Regions from separate parts of the Gasterosteus aculeatus genome. Here region 2 is linked to region 1. A link is a contact called in public Hi-C data. All regions are on one chromosome and are shown on one strand. The core of a region is the stretch at or near the end of the contact, and the rest is flanking DNA. Distances in the headings are between cores, read along the strand shown. Region 1 holds the start of marchf7 (membrane-associated ring finger (C3HC4) 7). Region 2 overlaps baz2ba (bromodomain adjacent to zinc finger domain, 2Ba).

Region 1 (3,382 bases), core at 499-2,998:
AAGAACAGCTTGGTTCATCTGCATCATGAGCTGACATTTGCCCGTGAGCCTGATTGTAAACTTATTAAACTTTGTGTTTAAAGATAAACCTCCTTATGGCCCCCAACAGCACACTCAAATCCCCAACGTTCCTTCAGCTCACTGTTAATGTTTCTTAAAACTGAGAACGTGAACACTGAGCTGAAAGGATTTTTTTAACATACACTTGCACTTTCTTATTGGTCACATTAACAAAATGAGAGAGTGCGTCTTCACTGACCTGTAGACCGTTATCCTCTCAGATCCCCACGGGAGGGAAGGCTTTACGAAAGACGGGCGCCGTGGAAGCCCCTTCAATCCCGCCTCCGGAATACAAACTAGAACAAGCACTGAAATCAAAAGGTGAAAACATCTGTCCGTCAGCCTGTTAAAGCTCCAAATGGTGGAACTTTCATTTTTAATAATAGATGAACCCTGTAGGTATGGTGCCGTGAAAGAGAACATCATCTATTGTAAATGAAAGGCGGGTTTGATGTGAAGAAATTACCTCATTTACACAAATACAAGTCTTCATATGCCCGTTGAGCCTTTTGGATTACTATTAGTAGAATTTAAACTAACTCCACACTTATTCCCCAGAGCTAATTGCTATTCATTTAAAACATGACTGTAAATAGGGGTGTTTCTATTTGTGTGATTGTGTGCGTTTGTATTAATAATTAAATGTCTCCATTAATTTATTTGATTGGCCAAATAAATTATTCAACAGAAGCAGTTCGCAGTTCACATCCAACTGGAGTGCTTATACGGATCAGCAGGACCAGCGACTAGTAACTGGATGATAATAATAATAACAATAAAATGTAATAAAGCATCACGCTTCAGAGTTAAAACGGAATTACATACAGAGATGGAGTTGATATGAGTCAGTGTTTGAACAACAATTAACAGACATACTGCAAAAAAGTGGAATAGATCTCTTATTGCAGTGCTTAATCAATGACACAAGACCATCAGGACGCTGAGGTTAAGAACGCGGGCTCGGTGGACCTGAGGGGCTGATCCTGAGACGCTTTTAGGAGCGATGAAAACAAGCACTGTGTTAATTAATACTGGCAGGCCACCGTTCCTCCTGGCAGCGTGCAGGCAGACATTCTGGCCTGCCCTCAGTGACGCCTGGTCAAAAATAGGGCACCGCGCAGCACAGTAATGATCACAATGGTGACATCATCTCCGCCTTCGATGTGCTCTCCCCTCAGCGCTCTCCCCCGAACAAAGAGCAGCAGGCGATGCAGGGGAGGGAGGCAGATGCCACTTTGTGTCTGGGGAACATTAAGACCAACAAATGTTCTTCAATTCCTTGGAAAAAAAAAACGCCTTTCAGTGTTTGTGATGGGGTTAAACATTGCTCGGCTAAAACAGAGTCAGCGCTTAGAAAAAAAAATGTTTTTCCGCAACACATTGAAAGGTAACGCCTCCCACTGATAGGACTCGTAGTGGCCGAGTGGCAAGAGACAAGAATGTCCGCAAATAGCTCACAAGCATGTCGACGTTGCCCCTCAAACACGTGACCCAAAGTGTTAACACATGTGGCCTCGCTTTTTTCACCATTGTTGCTGCTCCGTCACCTGCAGTCCTGTGTATTAATACTTGAAGTGGGCCTGCACACATTCGGAATGCAGCTCGTGGCACATCGCCTGCTGCTGAGGGATCATCGGGCAACAGAAACGTTGCACCGTGAGCACAAGCATGAACTCCATGGCCACACTTAGCCTGCGGTTTGTTGTTCAGTAAGACCTTTAAAAAAAAAAAAAAAAAAGTTGCTGTCTCGGCATGGAGGTTTCTGAAAGCAACACAACATGGGAAATTCCCACTGGACAACAACCTGTGCTCAGTAAGTTCACTGCTGTCTGCTGTGTTGTGTGTTTGTCTCCTGTTGGATTTTTTACGCTGGAAATAACTCAGGGTCTCGGCCTGGACGCTGCTTCCTAGAGGTCTCTCAGAAGGGCCCGGACCCTTGCCCTTTGTGCTCTCCGGGACACTGAGCTGGTATTGTAACTCGCCTATAAACCAGCCTTTTGTAGCATTCATGTGTCTTCACAAACAGAGAGCGGGCGGGTGGGAGAGTGCGGGAGGAAAAGGGAGGCAGAGAGGGAGAGGGAGAGGAAGCAGATTCTCAAGACCTGGGCGAGCCGTGGGAAAAGAGGGGTCTCGCGGCGGAAAAGCAAGAAATGTCTCAGGACATTCCTTTGTGATTGCACAGCCCTGGACAAATCCAAACATTCTTGCAGTTATTCTGCGTCAGCTGCACGGTGTGAACATCAACACGGCTCTTTTGCTCCTTTTTGTATTGAATCCAAAGCCATTTGGTTTGGTAAAACAGTCCAAACTTCGAGATAAAAGTCACTACCATTCTTTAACTTAAAAAAGAAAAATGTAGCTGGGGACAAAGATCTCGGAGAGGCGGGTAGGTATGCGTCTCATATCCACAGCACATAAACAAGAGAAGTCAGGTAAGAGGAGGGCAGATCTCAGGTTACATGTCCATGATCCCACAGCTGAAAGACTTAGCTGCGCCCAATGGAGGAGGGAGGCATGTTCTTCCCTTGTCAGGAATGCTTCATTATCCATCCTATCAGCAGCACTGGGGGAGGAGAGATTGCATCTCTCCATGTGTCTGAATGAAGATGAAGAAGAAGAAGAAGAAGAAGAAGAAGAAGAAGAAGAAGAAGAAGAAGAAGAAGAAGAAGAAGGGGGGCTTGATACCAGCATCCTCCTGCCCAACTCAGCAGACCTTGCACTTCCTCATTTGTCTGGGTCGTGCGTCCCTTCTTGTCAGTAATTAATCTGCGGCACCGCCCTCCTGTATTTATCCTTTTCCACTCTCGCTTTCCCCTTCACCCCGCGTCCCGCCAGCCGTGGGCGCGTTAACGCGTGCGGCCCGATCGCCGCTCCCTGGTGTCCACGCGCGACCAATAATGGCTCGCGGGGCCTCCGAAGCGCTGCGTTTTTACCGGAGCACGATGAGTGTCTCCTTGACCTTCACATTATTATGCATCCGCTGCGCAACAGTGCTGCCTCTTCTCTCCAAAACTGACCTTTCCCAGCTGTAACCCTCCTTACGCACATGTGCACGCATTTAAAAGGACATGTGTTACAGTTCCTGGTGGTTAAGTTCACTCTAACAGACACACACGCTCAAGGATGACTAACACGTTGCTAATAAAAATGAATACAAAGTTTTCAATGCCTTTAATTATTTTTGATCGGCGCTTCCCGAGGACCACTAAACCAGATGCAGATCGGAGTTAACCAAAGTTAAAGTAGCGCGCATGGAAACAACGCTTCTCATTTACTGCGATGACGGGATCTGAGAGGCTATTCAAACCGATCTAATTAAACC
Region 2 (3,382 bases), core at 482-2,981, 56 kb before region 1:
CACCTAAATGAGAAAAATTGACAATATCCAGTACATCAACGTGTGTGTGCGCTCTGTGTTTTTCTTCACACCTATAGCAGCGAGCGGATGAGCTTCTTTGTTAACTACCTTGTGATCAGACAGACACATGTCTTCATTTGGCTTCCTCAGCTCCCTCGCTATCTCCAGCTCTAGCCGCCGCTGCTCCAGTTTACGCTCTTTGTTCAGCCGCTTCTCATCCCTCTTCTCCTGCCGCAAGCGCTCGCGCTCCTGGAGAGTCCAAAATTCAAGAGAGCATTAAGGAGGCAAAGTGTGCATGTGCATTAGTGCATTAGCATGCGTGTGTGTGTGTGTGTGTAAAAACATACAGAAAGGTTTACTTGACTTTGCTGAGCAGTATTAGAATTCAGCCTAATGCTGGTGTGCATTCAAAAGGAAAGTGCTTGAGGGCCACAATCCTTTGACTTGGAAAGTGTGGAGGAAAAAAAAAATGAATAGAAGGAAAGAGCGCACAAAAAGGAGAGAAGGCGGGAATCCATCCGGGGAATAATGACTTAGGCTCTTTTTGTGGAGTGGACTGTTTGTGTACATATGGGCTACCTCTGCTTTCTTGCGCGCCTCGACCGCCTTCATCAGCATTACATGTTGCCTCCTCCTCTCCCTCTCCTAGAGTGGCAGAGACACAGCCACATTAAGAAGCACACATTGCACATACAGCACTCAAGGTCGACTAAATTTAGTGTGCATTAATGCAAATTTGTGATGCACTAAATTCAATGGAGGCACCGCACTTGAACAGGCACAAAACGATGCTTCGCATGTATACACTTTCACATGTATGGTGGAAGCATTAGTGAAGAGTACAGTAATACGATGACAACCAAAAAGCAACACAGAGATGCGGTACAAAGTAGATGTGATGACAGGCTCAAAAAAGAGAAGCAGCTAGAATCGGTGGCGGGCGTCTCTAAACTAAAGCTGACACAACAAAAGCAACAAAATGCTGGTTGCCAGAAGTCTTCAGACTCGCCACATTGCCATGATCAAAATAATGAATTCAGGCAATGTTAATGGTTTTATTTTTGACACACCGTTCTCACAATGTTTGGCGAGGAGGGTGACAAATAGGAAGAGATGGTAAGGACTAGCTACAAACAGAGCCGTTCCACCTCAGTGGTTTTGGCACCTTACGTATTAGCACAGTATGTGACCGCTGAGGATGAGACATCTATGCTGTTCTTTGGTGCATGATACACAGTCTACTGCAAAAGGGCACCGGAATCACTGGTGACTGACTATCGTTTTATTTGATCTCTTTAGGTTTGCCGCTCCACCGTATCAGGCTGTCATTTCCTCTGTGATCCACCAGAAACACACAATTGCCACTATTAGGGCTTGCCAAGGACATTTCCAGCACGGAGTGAGTGAAAGGGGCTAGTTTGTGAGGACTGTTTCGCCATAAACAAAACAGGCTAGATGCCGAGCACTCTGCTACCATATGTCATTGTCCTCATTGGTTTGATTCATCTACACATGGAGAACTTACAAAAGGACATAGACAGTCTGCGCTTTATCAAACGCAATGAATGTGTTGAGGGGCATCGTGGCGACAAGCTACAGCGGATCAAAAGCAATGCAATTGCCTGTGACACCCGTAAATACCAGGATTGTTTAATGTATCTCAGTTGGCTCTGAGGGAAGGTACAAGCGGCTCAGAGTCCACTATGAAACTGATAGGCAGACCTTTAGATTCAGCTGTGACTGTGTATGAGTGACGACAAGCAGGACAGTCGGGGCGGAAAAAAAAAAGTACTACACAGAATCATTGTTGTCCCTGTGGTGGAATTGATCTATATCGTTGTTTTACAATTGACCCGGTCTACTTGCAAGCAAAGGTTGTGCCGCACCCTCACCAAACTAAGTATCTCCACCGTAAAGACAAAATGATTCTCGGTAGCGGTTTTCATTGTTTGTGCGGCGTACAGGAACAGTGAACGACAGAGAGGCCGGGATGGGGCAGGTTAAAGTCCATCACTCGGTGGACCGCAGAACAGAGGCACGGACGAACACACACACAAGCTCAATGTCTGGGCCGGAATCGCCGAGCACTCTGTGTTATGGGGTAACACAGGCTACTCCAGTACAACGGTTAGACGATGTCTGTGATGGATAGAAACTCCTCCAGTGCACTTTGAGACAGTGAGTGTGGATTGGCTGGCAGCCTTTGCAATGCATTCTGAGTAGGAGGGGGAGGATGGGGGAGGGGGACAGAAGTTGCCTGGCCACCGTGACAGGGTCAGTTGTCCCTCAGGACGAGCAGATGGAGGCAGCATACTGACTCTTTTTCTCTTTTGTTGGTTTTGCTGGAAAGCCATGCAGAAGAATGTAGTATGACAGCAGCCAGTGCTACACTTAATGCATTGCTATGACAACCATAACACAACCAGTTACACGATGCAGGTGTTAGATGTACAAAAATAAACATACCCATACCATATCTAGTCTATGCCTCTCCAACTCCTGGCAGAGAGAGTTGGCAAAATATTATGGAACAGAAATAATATCCAATACCACAAAGCACGGCGTTTAATAAAGAGAAACACTTTAAGACTTTCATTAAATAGATATTTAGTAAATAACAACATTGACTCACACATGCCTGGTATTTAAATGCACATAAATGCACAAATACACCCAGACACACACACACGCACACACACACACACACACACACACACACACACACACACACACACACACACACACACGCACACACACTACTGTCAAATTTCTATTGAAGTGAAGTTTGAGTTAAATGGTTTTATTCAGCAGTAACTACATATGTTGCAGAGAATGCCTACCTGGTGTTTGAGGATCTCCGCCTGCTGCCTCCTCAACTCTTTCTCCTTAAAGGCAAGAAAGAGAAGATGAGGGGAAAGTCAATAAGCTTCCATTGTGCCAATAGCATGAAAATCACTACAGACTGATGGAATTTCAGCCCTTTTCAAAAGGCTGCTATAATTATACTGAGAGCCCATACTATAAGAGCCCGTATCACGCTGCATTTGAGATGATCTAATGGATGTGATTTTTCATCTAAAAAGGATATATGCATCTGTTTCAAGGGGATTTATTTAAAAATGCAAACATACCTTTATTCGTTTTTCAGCCTCCAATATTTTGGCATTGGCGACTTCTTCCTTCTTTTTCCGTTTGGCCTGTGAATACAGATTACAGTCAGGAGCCTCAGAGACGGACACATATCCATCAGTCCTGGGTGAGGGCTTCGCTGCACTTTAACTGATTGTTTGCAGTTTTCTGGTTTGAGCAAAGATTTTAAGCTCCTGAATGCCAGTCAAATTTGTAAAACACAGCGAATGAATAATGTATCTCTTTAACACCT

Evidence for each region. Hi-C and Micro-C count contacts between places; a contact is called where the count stands out from the background.
Region 2: a contact with region 1 is called in a Hi-C map of liver, with 9 times the contacts expected there. The contact joins the enhancer-like site here to the promoter of marchf7 in region 1. A contact is called at or near these places in 6 of 6 Hi-C or Micro-C datasets (blood and trunk muscle, liver, skeletal muscle and 2 more).

What each region holds. Positions count from the first base shown.
Region 1 is chr12:7,816,808-7,820,189 of fGasAcu3.hap1.1, reverse strand. It overlaps marchf7 (membrane-associated ring finger (C3HC4) 7), which reads left to right and starts at 1,748. Exons shown (of 10, transcript XM_078084957.1): 1 at 1,748-1,873. The coding sequence starts at 1,839.
Region 2 is chr12:7,873,175-7,876,556 of fGasAcu3.hap1.1, reverse strand. baz2ba (bromodomain adjacent to zinc finger domain, 2Ba) reads right to left here. Exons shown (of 37, transcript XM_078084985.1): 17 at 3,132-3,197; 18 at 2,841-2,885; 19 at 2,473-2,499; 20 at 580-645; 21 at 109-249. Among protein-coding and RNA genes, the nearest start is that of wdsub1, 12 kb to the left of the region's middle. Within about 2 kb of position 1,731, at least 2 of the 9 cell types and tissues checked have open chromatin away from gene starts, as enhancers often do. A contact at or near this core is called in liver, where this site is marked.